Regions from separate parts of the Mus musculus genome. Here region 1 is linked to region 2. The links are chromatin contacts, called in public Hi-C maps. All regions are on one chromosome and are shown on one strand. Each heading gives the region's core, a stretch centred on a gene start, on an enhancer-like site or on the middle of the called end of the contact. The rest is flanking DNA. Distances are from core to core; before and after follow the strand shown. Region 1 has its middle 35 kb from the start of Gm51794. Region 2 overlaps Sash1 (SAM and SH3 domain containing 1).

Evidence for each region. Hi-C and Micro-C count contacts between places; a contact is called where the count stands out from the background.
Region 1: a Hi-C map of bone marrow-derived macrophages shows a contact between it and region 2, with 27 read pairs. The contact joins two enhancer-like sites. A contact is called at or near these places in 5 of 39 promoter capture datasets (cranial neural crest, liver, pre-B cells and 1 more), 5 of 484 Hi-C or Micro-C datasets (bone marrow-derived macrophages, embryonic fibroblasts, embryonic stem cells and 2 more), 3 of 115 datasets of contacts at active chromatin or transcription factors (bone marrow-derived macrophages, embryonic limb bud and heart atrium) and 2 of 9 other capture datasets (adipose tissue and embryonic stem cells).

The regions. Positions count from the first base shown.
Region 1 is chr10:8,970,248-8,977,646 of GRCm38.p6, reverse strand. No RefSeq gene overlaps it. Among named protein-coding and RNA genes, the nearest start is that of Gm51794, 35 kb to the left of the region's middle. Within about 2 kb of position 3,551, at least 45 of the 459 cell types and tissues checked have an H3K27ac peak or open chromatin away from gene starts, as enhancers often do. A contact at or near this core is called in bone marrow-derived macrophages, where this site is marked.
Region 2 is chr10:8,764,844-8,771,846 of GRCm38.p6, reverse strand. All of the region lies in intron 8 of Sash1 (SAM and SH3 domain containing 1), which reads left to right. Among named protein-coding and RNA genes, the nearest start is that of Gm25410, 56 kb to the left of the region's middle. Within about 2 kb of position 2,361, at least 56 of the 459 cell types and tissues checked have an H3K27ac peak or open chromatin away from gene starts, as enhancers often do. A contact at or near this core is called in bone marrow-derived macrophages, where this site is marked.

The DNA of each region.
Region 1 (7,399 bases), core at 2,302-4,801, 200 kb before region 2:
ATGCCCCATGCCCTCCTCCTCTGCACTGGTGGTCCAGCTATAGGAACTGGGTGTAAGCAGTAGAATCCACACACAGAAAGCCCATGAGCCAATGATACATGTTTGCTCTAAAAGAACAATTCAAGAACAGGGGTCTCTGGCCAATTAGCTTGCTGAACAAAGTTCTTGTCTGCGTTTTCACACAATTCAAATGAGGACAACATAAAATCAGGTAGAGGGTTACTGGTGCATAGCTACTCTGGAGACGACCCAGCAAGAGCAAAAGTCAACACTTATAACTTGATATTTCAATGCAATTTTCAGGTAATATTATCGTTTGTTCCGTCATACATCTCAATCACTCTATGTGGTTTTGATACATATTAACACACACTAAATTACTTGTTATCGTATACCAAATGCAGTCTGTGAGTTCTGCTTAGGGTGTGGAAATAACAACTAGGCCCTTAGCATGTAAATCCATGATTTATTAGGAATTTCAATCATCCATTTCTGTTCTTATCCTCTAAAACAAAATACACCATTTGCTGATCACAGGGCCAATTCACATTCTAAAAGATATGGGTTAGGGTAAACATTTTTAATCCAATGGGAGTGAAAGGGCTGAAAACTTGCTATGCAAAGACATATGGCTTGTTTCCGTTCTTCACGAAGCTCAGTCGTTAAGAATTACATCTGAAGAGGACAGACTCAGTACATTCATTTTAGAGCATGTTTTTATGAGTAAAGACAGCAGTGGTACTAGCTGGTATTCCTCATATGTAGCTAGTAGAAGGAACCTGTCATGCCTGCCCCTCTACTTCAGACTCTCTATAGCCTCCTTGTGGCTCCTAGAATGTCCCTGTCTTGTGACAAGTTGGTCATGTCTTCCCCTACACACAGCTCACAGCACAATTCCAGTGGATGCTGTTAGTAACCTACTATGAGAACGGTATGTGATAAAATGGGGTGCCAAGGTGACTGGAGCTCAGAGCTGTGCTTGACTCCATGCCTAGAATGTTCTACCCTAGGTGGCTTCTGCCTACTCTAATTTCTTCAGGTTTTGTTCGAATATTTCATGTTTCACTGAGCTTCACCTTATGGCCTCTTTTGGAGTTTTACTCATCATCTTCCCATCTCAAAACTCCACATTCCTTGTTTCTATCTGTTGTTACCCTACAGTACTTGTTGCCGATCAAAGATCATACGAAAGTTTCCAATGATTTGGGTCATTGTATCGTACCCACCCCATTCCTAATACAGGAAGAAGTCTGTAAGAGAAGGGATGTTTGGAAGTTTTGCTTGGTGTATTTTCAAAACAAGAAAAGTATCCCAGACATACAGTGGATCCTCAATAAATTATTTGTTTAACACATCCACTCCACCCCCTTATCACAACTCTACACATTTTCTTGTTGTAGTTTGTCTCTAAAATGTCTCCCAAGGAATCATGGTTGAAGGCATGGTCTCCCAACTGGTGATACTAGCAAGCGGTGTATTGATCATGAGAACACTAACCAACCAATAGATTTTCCCTGAGAACACCTTAGATGAACAAACTATTGGCAAGCAGGGTCTGATTAGCAGAAGCAGACCTTTGGATGGTATACCTGTCTGAAGTTCCACGTTTCTTTCTTGCTCCTTTCCTGCCTCTGTCTCTGTCTCTGTCTCTCATCCTCCTCCCTCTCTCCCTTCTTTCCTGTTTCCCTTACCCTGCCCCGTCATTCTGTCTCTCTGCTTCCTGGCTGCCATAAGGCGAACAACTTTAGTCCACATTCTCTTTTTGTGTAAAAGTAGGGGCTTTTCCATGCCCACCCTTGTTCTGAATAATGACACAGAAACATTTATATTTATTAAAATCTTCAGGCACTGCAGCTGGGTAAATATTCAGCTATTCTCACCCAACAATGCTGGTCTGGCCTACTTTCCACACACACGGCCCGTTGCCTGCCATCTTCGTCTCTTCCTGGGCATCCTTCTTCATCTATGTGCCAGTGGTGACTCTCCTGGTCCCCACCTGAGACCCTCTCTCTCTATGCATGGAAGTTCTGCCTTTTACTTCCTGCCCTTGGCTGTTAATTGACAGGTGATGCTGTCACACAGTGCAGGAGAGCTTATCCCTACATTCTTGCTGGGATGGATGCTCTGCCTCGCCAAATGCCCACCACAATGGAGCCAGCCCACCATGGACTGAAACCTCTGAGACCATAAGCCGAAACGACTATTTCCTCCAAGTCATGTATGTCAGAAACCTTGCCATGGCTGAAGAGAGCAACTACCATACCTCCATTGTGAACTCTGCCTACATACCAGAGTGGTAGCAAGAAGTCAATAAGTCTGATCAAAAATATTTTTACATTCACTCTGGGAAATATTGTCATTCTATAACCAAATCAGTAGGCAGATTACAGGAAGCCGGAGAGGATCGTGGTCAGGTGGAAGCAGAGACAAAAGCTACAAATCTGCAGTTGCCAAGTAGTTGACTGGCCTATGAGTTTGTCATGCCATGTGGCTGCTTCAACTAGGGACATAAGACTTACGCATGCATGTGTCTCAGTCTATTGTGAGCTGCTAAAAGGCAGAATCACAGATCTCATAACTTTTAAAGGATGTAAGCTGATTGGCTTATAGTTCTTGGGGCTGAGGAGTCTGCCATAAGGTTTGTGTCTAGAGAATCTGTTCTTTCCCTCCAACTTGGTGCTTTTCACATCCTCCAGCAGGAACAAAGCCTGGATCCTCACCCTTCAGAAGGCAGGAAGGACGGGAGAGAGGAACACATTGGACCGAACTCACCTTTCTTTAACAGTGTCATAACATTATATCAGCATGCTTTGATAATATCCACGAAAGCCCATTATCCATTGTTAAGGTTCCCACCTTTTAATAAAGTTCATTAATGTCAATTCTATTCCAACCTGAGTTGGAATGAGGACAATAATTTGTGCTTGTGGCAGCTCTTATCATCAGGACCTGATTAAGTGAGCTTTGCATCAAGCCTTGGACTTGCCAATCCTAAGCAAAAAGTGTAGGTTTCCTCTCTAGGGAGCCGTGAGAGTTAAAGAACTGGGTGTGTTGGCATTTCCTAAAGCAAATGGTAGCATCCCCAGTGTGGTCCTGCCAGGAGTATATTATCCCAAGACACTTTCACTGTAGCATAGCTTTCTAGGTCTTGCCAGAGGGAGTAGCAGTGAAAACTGGCTCTCTCACATGGATTCAGTCCAGTGTTCGTTCTGCCATGAGTTGGCAGCTTCTAGCTAGTGAGAAACAACCAGGTAGATAGTATTGAGGAACATTTCCTAAAGTTGTCCTCTGGCCTCCACATGAAATGAACACACACACACACACACACACACACACACACACACACACACACACACAGAGAGAGAGAGAGAAAGAGAGAGAGAGAGAGAGAGAGAGAGAGAGGTTTAAATGACATACCCCACACACACACACCAAAGTCTTGGGCATTTGAATACTCCGTCTCCAGTTGGTGGTGCTATTGGAGTAGGTTTAGGACCTATAGTCTTGTTGAAGGACATATGTCATTGTGGTTAGGCTTTGAGGTTTCAAGAGCCATGTGCTACTCCCACTAAGCTCTCTGCTTCTGATGCCTGCTGCTCAAGATGTGTGCTCTCAGCTTGCTCCTCCAGTTTCAATATTTGCCTGCCACACTTCCCACCTACCACAGTGATGGACAGTGATCTTTTGGAAACCCAAAGAAACCCTTCTTCTTGTGTAGCCTTAGACATGGTACATTACAGAAATAGAAAAGTGATGAATTCAACATGTATTCACAAACAGCCTCACACACACACACACACACACACACTCGTATACATACATACACAAGCACAGCCCATATACACACACACAAATGTTATTACTCTGAGTGCTTTTTTTATACTTCATCCTAATTGCAAAAACCAACCTTCATTAATACTTCTGCCCAGACAAGATACCTAGGGAGCATCTTGATATCCAGCACATACTTCCATGCCTTGAGTCTCACACGAGTGCTCATACACACCCCAGATAGGAGGCAACAGGTGTCGGCTCCTAACCAGTGCTCATGCACTGGCCCTCAGACTGCCTCTGCATGACCTAGTTTCTCAAGCAGTTGAGAATTTCAGAGTTGAACCAGAGAAATATCCTTCAAAGGTTCTAACAGAATTTCTGTGACTCAAAGCCAAGGTACCTTTATTGTGTGCATTTTTCAGTCTCTGAGGATGAACCAGGGTTTCACTGAAGGGGGGGAGCACTCCGACACACATAGCCAGAGCTGGCCGTGCTCCCCACACAGTATAACATAAGTTGACATTTGGCCCAAGATTGCACTGCAGCTTTGGTTATCTGGGTTATGTGAAGGGTAACGTCAACTCCTCCTTGTTTTCGTGGAATAATTGCTAATGAATATAATCATGTTCCAATGTCATCTGTTTCATTTGCAAGTTGGCAGGGACAGAAAAAAGGCAGCTTTCTTTAGAAACGATTAAAACATGGTATTGGGATGAGATCACCAGCTTACAATTAAGTCATTATTTTCCCCTTACATTAATAAATTTCAGTGATGGAACCCAGGATCTTGTAGCTGGCTCCCCAGCCAAAGAAGATCAAGTGTTCAGCATGTGGGCTGCCTTCCCTGAGTTTTCGGCATACTTTCCCACACCCGGGCTGTGGTGCCTGACAGGCTCCGTGCACTACATGCACTGTGTGGGGCCTCTGTGGACCAAGGCAGCTTGCAGCACTGGCCAACTCAGAACTGAAGGCTTTGCAACCCAGAAGAGGGGAAAGAGATTTTTTATTATTATTTAAACTCCCTAGTTGCCTTTATTGTCACCTGATCTGCTCTGAGCTAGTAAGTGAAAGAGACATTCTTTAAAGAGGAAGAAAAGCTAATAATTTTGTGCTGGAGGAGGTATCCTCCAGCTGAGGTCAGAAAAAGTTATCTGTTGCAAACTCCTAAGGCAGATTTCGTCTCCCACGTGACTCATTTTGTCTTCCTCGTCACTGTCTCTTTAGTTAGGTTTTTTTTATCTCTTTTTCTCTCTTACAAATGAAACATTTCAAAGCATCCAGAGACCTATTTGTGGTAAGCTCAAAAAAAAAAAAAAAAAAAAAAAAAAAAAAAAGAAAGTCTGTAAAATATTTAAAGCCTATCTCAGGGAAAGAAATATCCCCTGGAATTAGAGCCGTCAGATTCTGGGTTCTTTGAAATTCTATCGCTCTATTAAAGATTATTGCTATCTCTCTCTCTGGCCTTAAGACAGAAAAATAATCGGAAGAGCCCAGAAATGAGAACTGAGGCCTGTCATCCCACCCATCCCTTTAGCCATTTGTCAGACACTGAACAAATCATTTAACCTAGATGAAGAGCTGGATCATGTCCACAGGGAACCCTCTCACAGTCTGAGCACTTCCAAGCAAGCAGACATGGACAAGTACTGTGAGCACCAATTTATGAGGGTGGACTTCTAGAACTTTCCTAAACATACATGCTTTGAGATGAAAACATGCAGACAAATGGCATCTCCCCCTACTTCTAAAACTTGAAATTTATAGTCCCTTTGAGTTATGTCTGAGGAAGCTATGAGACTATGCCCATTGTAAAGTCTCAGGGTGCATATCTATATTCTGCATAAATATTTAAACAGAAAGTTTAGAATGCCTCTCAGTCACCATAGAGGCAATAAGCTATAGCACTGTACAGCTTCATAAAGGAGGCAAGCCTTGTGGTTCAGAGAGTGGAGTTCTGGGAGCCACAGAGCTGGGATTTACGTCTCTGGCCTTGAGATATTGATTTGGCCTCCCCGTGCTTCAGTTTCATCTGTACACAGGCTAAGTCCAGTACCTACCATTTACAACTGTTGTAAGGACTTCAGTAAATCAGTGGTTCTCAGGATGTGAATCATGACCCCTCTAACAAACTTCTATCTCCAAAAATATTTACATTTTGATTCACTACAGTAGCAAAATTGCAGTTACGAAGTAGCAAAAAAATGATTGGGGGGGGGTGGACACCACCACACAAGGAACTGTATTAAATAGTTGCAACATTAGGGAGGTTGAGAACCAGTGCACTAGATAATAATCGATTGGAAACAACTCTCTCTCCATTATCAGCACATAAGTAGTCAAATATGTATTTAGGTATGACTTTCATGAGCTGAGAATTTGGTTGAAGATGAAGAACATTAGTTCCTTCTGTATGGACTGGCTACTTCATTAAACCTTCTAATAATTTTCTTTCTCTTTCTTCTTTATAGATTGGGAACTATGTTTTATGTATACATTTTTATGTGCAGGTGTGTGTGTGTGTGTGTGTGTACATGCTTGTGTGCGTTTGTGTGTAAGTGCATGTGCACATATGCATGTGCATGTATGTGTGTGCATTTTTGTGTACATGTGTGTGCATTTGTGCATGTGTGTGTGCGTGTGTGTGTGTGTGTGTGTGTGTATGTGTGTGTACAAGTATGTGTCTGTGGTCTAGAAATCAATCTCAAATAGTGTTCCTCATTATACTACCCACCAAGCTGAGTTACAATTTGTTACTCAGCTTGGAGCTTGCAGATACCACTAAGCTGACTAGCCAGCAGCTAAGCCTGAGGGATTCCCCCGTGTTACCTCTCCAACACTTAGATTACAAATGTGCACGCTCAGCTGTTTTTTGTTGTTGGTGTTGTTTTGTTTTGCATGGATTCTGGGGGTGAAGCTCAAATCTTCATGTTTGAGAGACAAGCACGTTATCAATTGAGCTATCTCCTCAGAACCAAGTTTGGTTTATGTCCCAAAGCCTTCTCCTTATAGAAAACACACTCATTTCATTTCACTCTCAGCATTTGGGTTTTATTAACTGTCAGTCTTCTTCAGTTGTGTTCCATGTTTGCACTCGGACGAGCTTACATCCTGATGGTTTTATTAGCCTTCTCTGTTTTACCTAAATCTAGTCTTCGGCTCAGTTTTAAGAGACCATTTTTCTTTTGTCAGTAACTGGCTGAAATCAAGTCCTTATGATTCAGAGGGGGCAGAAAGGGTGGGAAAATATGTGAATGACTTCTCCAGTGTGGTGGGAACCTGGAGGGAGCACTCTTTGGGGAAGCCAAAAAGGCAGAGTTCCGTTTTACTTTTTTCTTGGCAACATAGTCTCTGAGAGTCTGATTGTCTTTGGACTCCCTGTTTTGGGAGCACAGAATTGGCCTGGGAACATGTTCATGCCCAAGCCATTTCAAAGGCTCTCTTCAAACAACAAGGACTCTGATTTCTAGTTCTCAGTCTTTCTCGGGGTAAAATAAAATGTGAAGGTGCATCTGTCCCAAGTCCCTGTCATTTGTCCCTCATGCCCCATTATTTGTTATGATTTTCACAGAGACTGTTCTTATCATTGGCAGCATGATTTACAGGTTCAAGGATCGCCTCAAAAGCT
Region 2 (7,003 bases), core at 1,112-3,611:
AAGATAGCCTTTTAATACACTTTGGTCTTTTGTTTCTTTTTTATCAGGTTGAAATAAATCTATAACATTAGAGATAAAGATAGCTTTTGACCTATACAAATGAAGCTTCATTTGTCCAGCCTAATGTACAGCTACCAGTTGAGATATACCACATTAATTCCACTAGCTGGTTATATCCAAGTGCAGATAAAATCGAATATGGGTCAGGGTTTGGCATTTGGATTTGCAGTAGCCCTTCCTCTCTCCGCTGGAGGGAGAGACTTCAGGGAGTTTGAAGATAAAGAGGATGTCCTTCATTGTCCTGTGTTATTGATTCGTCACATCTCTGCCCTTCATTAAGTCATTTGCCCCAGTGCCAAGCCTTGTTTATTGGGCCACAAGGCCTTCTTGTGGTTCATGAACAGAATTCAGAGTCAGGATCTAAGAAGCTGGGTGCAGAGCCAGTTCATTGAAGGCACAGGCCGCCCATCGCTTGTTTATGGTGTGTTTGAACTCTGTCATCATAATTACCCATTATACCAAAACTCTCAGAACTACAGTCAGCAGCAGACAATGACACTCATTTGGAAAGCAAAAATAAATAAATAAAACCATGTGGGTCCTGGAGGTTGAACCCAGGGTTTTGAATGGGAAAGCGGTATTTAGTACAGCCAAATCCTAGTTGTACAGAATAATAGCCACTGAAAATATTCCTCTGTCCTCTTCTGAGCCCCACTTTCCCTTCTCTGCGTCACACCACGCCCTCCGGTGGTCCTGATGGTGTACTGTTAGTTGTATAAAGCAAAGAGCATTGCATAATTGGTTCCGAAAACTACGTGATTCATCTCCTGCCCTGTTGCCCATTTGATCCAGTGTGTAGATGAAGTAATGCCATCTTGGGCATTCCTCTAATCACCCATTGGGCAAACATTTATCGAGGCTGTGCCATGGACCAGTTCTTTATTCCCAGTGAGTTTGTGGTTGGGATGATCCATCAGACAGATGGAGAGGTGCCAGGCACAATGGAAGTCCATCCCCTCCCTCTGCCCCCTCCCCTCCTGCCACCCCCTTCCCCGCCCTCAGAGGCTTTCCCAAGGATGGTGCCTGATACCAGATGGTTCTCCAGGTGAAAAAAGAGAAGTGGGTGTCAGGTAAGCGGGGTGGCAGGGTTCAAGGTGAAGAGCTGGATATTTTCAATCAGGCATAGTGGGAGAAAAATGACTTACATGGCATGGAGCTCTTTGTATTTTGACTTCTGGAGGTACACGGTGTTCTTGGTCCCCTCTTCCTAACAAGTTGACTCTGTACCTGGTTTTGGCTTTTTATTTATTTATTTATTTATGTCTGTTTCTTTAAAGTTGTATCATCTGTGTGTGCCATCTTTGAGGTTTCATTTAATTAAATTCATGACTTACATTATTTAAAAAAAATTTTTTTAAATGTATGTGTTCAAGTGCTTGTCTGCGCGAAAGTCTGTGCCCTGTGTGTGCCTGGTACCCAGGGAGGCCAGCAGAGGGCCTCAGAGCCCATGAAATTAGAAGTACAGACAGTTGCAAGCTGCTGCGTGGGTGCTGGGAACTAAACCTGAGTTCTCTTCAGGAGAAGTAAGTGCATTTACTCCAGCCCCTTAAACTAGTTCACACAGTGAAGCAACTGCAATTTCCATATGGCTCATGTGTGTGTGTGTGTGTGTGTGTGTGTGTGTGTGCGCGCGTGCACGCATGCATGTATATTTTTTCCCTAGTGAAGATATAAGATCAAAAACTTGCTTCCATTTTTCCAAAGTTCGTGTGTTCCCTTTTGCTACCCACTTTCCCCCCCTCTACTTGTCACATCTTGGATTTTAATTAGCCATCATACATGTTTTCCCAACCTGATCGCACTGGGGTGACTCTAGTCACATTTTGTACTGGAGCTGATGTCAGGAGTGTTACGTTTGTGTAACAGTAGCTCTCCCTGCCCCGTCCCAGTTCTTCCAAGATTCAGCTGAGGTCTCTCTTGTGTAGTCCAGTTGTGTGGCCAATGCTGTCTCCGACTGGACAGCCCCATAAGTGACAGAATGTGGTCTCCAGAGGCATCCTGGTACTGGACTCCTCCCCACCCCAGCTCTGTCACAACTCACACCCGTTGGTTCATGCCAGCAGAGCCACCCTGTCTTTATTCAAGTCTACCATTCTAGTGAGTTCCAGAGGCTTAATATTGATTAGGCAGCTCTGTGATCAGCTGATCAGCTGTCACTCACCGATTCCCAGTTCCATATCCACTGTTCCTGAGTCATGAAAAATAGAGGCAGGAACAGTTTCTTTTCAGAATCCAGAAGTCTCTGCTGTTTGCTCGTCTGGTTTGTTTTTAAGTGGGAGGGAACTTTGATGATTCGTCTCTTGCCTTGGCCATGCAGTTTCTAAGTGTTAATGCACGAGCCTTTCTTTACTTGTTGATGGGGAAGTGTATTTTGCTGGGCTCTAACACTTTTTTGGCAGAGGAGGCTGATCATTTTTCTGATCTCTCTGAGAAGGCCATCCAGTGGTTCAGTGTTCAGCAATCGTATCCTGATGGTTTTGCTAATTCACTGATGATAAACAACCTCCTCAGAGCTAATTATCTATCTATCTATCTATCTATCTATCTATCTATCTATCTATCTATCTATCTATCTTTTTAAAGATAGGCATTCAGCCTGGATCCTTTAGCTTAGAACTTGCATCTTCTTATTAATTCTATAGACAAAACCAAATAGATATACAGATTGTGACTTTAGGAATGGCATGGGCTCACCTGCGGGCCTGGTGGCATAGGTGGGTCTCTATAGCCTCCTTCTGTGCTTACTAGATTCCTTGGGCTCTCTGTATTTCTGCATTGTCGTGTGCCTAGACTAAGTTGTTAGACAGCCCTGTCCTGAGAAGTCACTGTGCCTGAACCATGAGTCAGTAGCCTGAGATGCCAAAGCAATGTGACTTTGCAACACACCCAGTCTCTGAGGAGACTTAGAGACTTCGGGAATGAACACTGGACTTTCCAGTTCATGTGTGATTGCCCCACTTGGCAGTGCTGTTCTGAGTCAGCCGTCTCCATTGGCATGGGGCTGCTTGAGAGCCTGGGGCTCTTGGGGATGTGCGGGGCCAGGGGTCGGGAGAGTTTGCTAGAATCTGCAGGGTGTCTCACGTCATTGACGTGCGTTGGGTGCACCTCCCAGGCTCTCACAAGGGAGGTCTCCTATTGCTGCTGGCTCCCTAGTCATTCTTGGTCCTTTCACTGTGACCATCAGCTACTTCATATCAACAGCCGGTCCCCCTGACCCCTGAATGGGATGACAACATGCAGAAAAGTCACCCAAGGCTTTACCTATGGAGGGGAAGTCAGTCGCCTTCCTCCATCCTTCCCACCCCCAGGGGAAGAAGGAAAAACATTTTCTCTGCTTCCAGGGAGCTTGTAGCTTTGGAGTGGGTTGGCTTCTTGGGCTCAGAGTCGCCCTAGGTTTGGTGGTAGGACTGTTGGGATCTGTTTTTTTTTTTTTCCCCTCCTCCTTTGGGAAAAAGAAGATAGCACATTGTTTTGAGGGTGGTTAAAAGCAATTCCATGTTCTTGAGTTTAGGAAACAGAATAGAGCAAGTACACTGTAGAAGGTGACACATACTTGCGTTCCATTGGGCCGCCTATTAATTTTTAAAGTTTTTAAAATGAATTAAGTGCTGACAGTCCTTTTTCTCCAGGGGATAGTAATGTTACTTCAAATTCCCATATACTTTTTCCAAATAAAAGTCTCCTATAATTATCTTCTCTTCTTCCATTGCTTCCTCCTCCTCTTTCTCCTTCTCCTCCTCCTCTTCCCCTTTCCTCAAGTTTGGCGACAACTAGATAATTTGGAAGCTGCCAAAGTGATTATTTCAGTGTGGCCCAGTACCTTTGGGAGGAGAATGGAATCTTATTTTTCCCCCATCTGCTGACAAAATTCTCCTAATTTCAGAGGGCAATGATGTCACTCTCTAATGAGTAAAATATTTCTTACTAAACAGATGGGTCTCCTTGCCTGACTTCTTTGTAATAGAGTAGGATGTCAGGCACAGTATGCTTCATGTCTTATGTAGCTGTAAGATTTAAGTTGAACAGGATTGCTACGAACTCAGCGAGACTAATATTTTTCTCTTTGTAAACATAAAGATTACCATGATAACAGTGACCCAAAGGTCCCTGCCATGACCGGACATGGCTCAGTCCTCAAGTGTTGGGAAAATTTTGAGTGTATCCAGGCAGAGCCAGAATGTAGCCCTAAGGTAGGGAGGGATCCTGAATACATCACTGCTGGACCATGGAAGGAGACCGGATATGGTGGAGAGATGATGAAATCCAGCTCAGAGAAGGGGGGACAGAAGCTGCCGTTGATTGGTGTCACATGCTGTTGATACAGTGACATCAGCTGAACTCTGCTTTATCCAACTAGATAGGCAAGCATCTGAGGTCAGAGTGGACAAGGAATTATGGCTTTGGGACCATCACAAGACTAACCTCTAGATCATGTATGGACATGGATGTGCCCTGAAACCCATAACTAGTGTTAACCAGCCACTAATACACATTTCAGTTTCCATAGCTAAGGTGCGAGGTCCCATGTGCAGATCTTTTCTCCATCCCAGGCTGAGGCCATCATACCTGACCTGTTTTAACCATCATGCTTCAGGGCCTCCCACGAGCTTTTCCTCACTGTGCTTTCTGTCCTGTGACTTTGTAAGTTTAGAGGATGCTTCCTAGTCATGTTGATACTTCATGTTTTTCTGAGTGCCTTCAATCAGTGTGTTCACTCATTCCCTCATTCATTCATTCATTCATTCATTCACTCATTCCAGTCAATAAATACCTATGTAGCATCAAGATAGATAGAAGTTTTATTTATCCAAGTAGAAAAAAAAAATTGTGGCACTGGTAATGATGGGGAATATAGTTAAGACAACACATTTCTTCAGAGCAAGTTGCAATTGGTGTCAAAAGCCTTGCAGATGTGCACATTTTAAAAAACCCTTCAATTCTAAAATTTAATCATCTGTTCAGAGAAAAAGACTGTGCTAGACATATTAATAAATTTTGTCACAGTATGCATCTGAATTGGTTGGAGACATTCAACTGTCCAGTGACACGCACATTGCTTAAGTAAATGACAACATACTTCTGTGACAGAATGCTGTTAAATCACTAAAATGTTGGTGTACCCTATTGGAAGAGTATTTGTTGACATGGAAAAAATTTCCATGTATTCTTCTTTTAAAATTTAAGAAGTATGCATGACTTAAGAAGTATCTAAAACAGTAATTCTCAACCTTCCAAATGTTGAGGCCCTTTATTTAACACAGTTCCTCACATTGTGGTGACCCCCAACCATAAAATTATTTTTCTTGCTAGTTCATAACTGTAATTTTGCTACCGTTATGAATCATAATGGACCATTTGATCCCCAAAGTGGATGGCAACCCACAGGTTGAGAACTGTTGTTCTAAAGAAAACCACAAGAGGCGCCAGAGGGAAGGAAAGCTTTTACTTCAACAAAGTAAAGCCAGGGTCAGGAATGGTTTTTAGTACCCTTTGTGTCACTGGGATGATATATCATTGTGTGTATGTGGCAGGGCGGGGGATTTGAGAGCTGTAAGTCAAAACGCTACCAATTTTTCTCAATATCAGGATACGGGTCATTTCCTCCTGTGTGGTTTTGCATTTTGCAAAGTTTTAATTGCCATGTGAAATAGATAGAAAGTGTTACTCAAGTATAGCTCTGTAAGTGACCGTGACCGTGCTCCTTGCCACGTTCAGCGAGGGACCAGACGATACAGTGATAAAGGTGGGTATGCCAAGTCTCTAAATCAATGGTTCTCAGCCTTCCTAATGCTGTGACTCTTCAATGCAGTTCCTCATGTTGGGGTGACCCCAACCATAAAAGTATTGCATTGCTACTTCAAAACCGTATTTTTGCTACTGTTAGGAATCGTAATGTAAATATCTGGTACTCAGGAGATCTGATATGTGACCTCTGGCGGGAGGGTCACAACCCACAGGCTGAGAGCTGCTGCACTGGATAAAGCTTGTCTAGGTGCTGTGCAGCCATATAAGCTAAGACAGTGAAAGGGGTGGCTAGAAGGTCCCCCAACCCCTGATTGGTGGACAGAGGCGTTGTTAGATGAGTGTCTGGCAAACTCGGTGATGTGTGAGCACCCAAGAACCTGGGGCACTTGAGTTTCTCTGAGAGGGAGAGTGTGAGAAGCAGCCCCTCTGGGAGGCCCTTTCTAGAGAGCGTCTGAGCAGTGGAGCAGAGCACAGTCCTAACTGTGAGGAAGGGAAGGGGTGTGACCACGCAGCTCCATGTTCCAAGGCAAGGCTTTGTGTGCACCCTGTCCTGAGACTTATCCGATAGTTCCTTAGCATCGACTTCAGGCATTCCAAATGTGACTGTGAGCCCATTCGCACACCTGCTGTGCTTAGCTAGGTTCAAGTCCACTGTTAAAAAAGCAAGACTGTAGGAGGTGTTTTTCCAGAACCAAGCATTTTCTTAGGTCGAGTTAGCCCAGTCTGTTGGTTGAGCTTTTGCTCTGATGCGAGGTGAAGGCTGGCAGCTGTGTTGTGTGGCTGGGAACTCTGAGCATCTTCACTCCTCGTTGACTACGTTTCTAGCGGGATTGCCGTAGGCAGACACTCTGGGAATGGCTTTCTATGAGCAGGCTCGGTATATCCAGGCCAGGAGACTATACCAGGCCTTTGTCCCCACGGAGTTTCAGATCCATGTTGTGTCCGGCATGGAACCCCACATTAGTTCTATAAATGCCAGGCTTGTCCACTGAGAGGTGGGGGCAGAGGCGTATGAAGGGATGGTTAAACTCAGTTCTTTTGTTCATCCTCATAGATGGCCCCCAGGAGCTGGTCATGGCTGGGCTGGTGTAGGGGAGGGGAGCCGAGCGATATCTCTTCCCTCTAGCCTCTTCACTGTGTCTCCATCAGTCCAAGCTTCCGTGCTTCTCACTCCGCCAGGCACCAGGCTTCATATAAA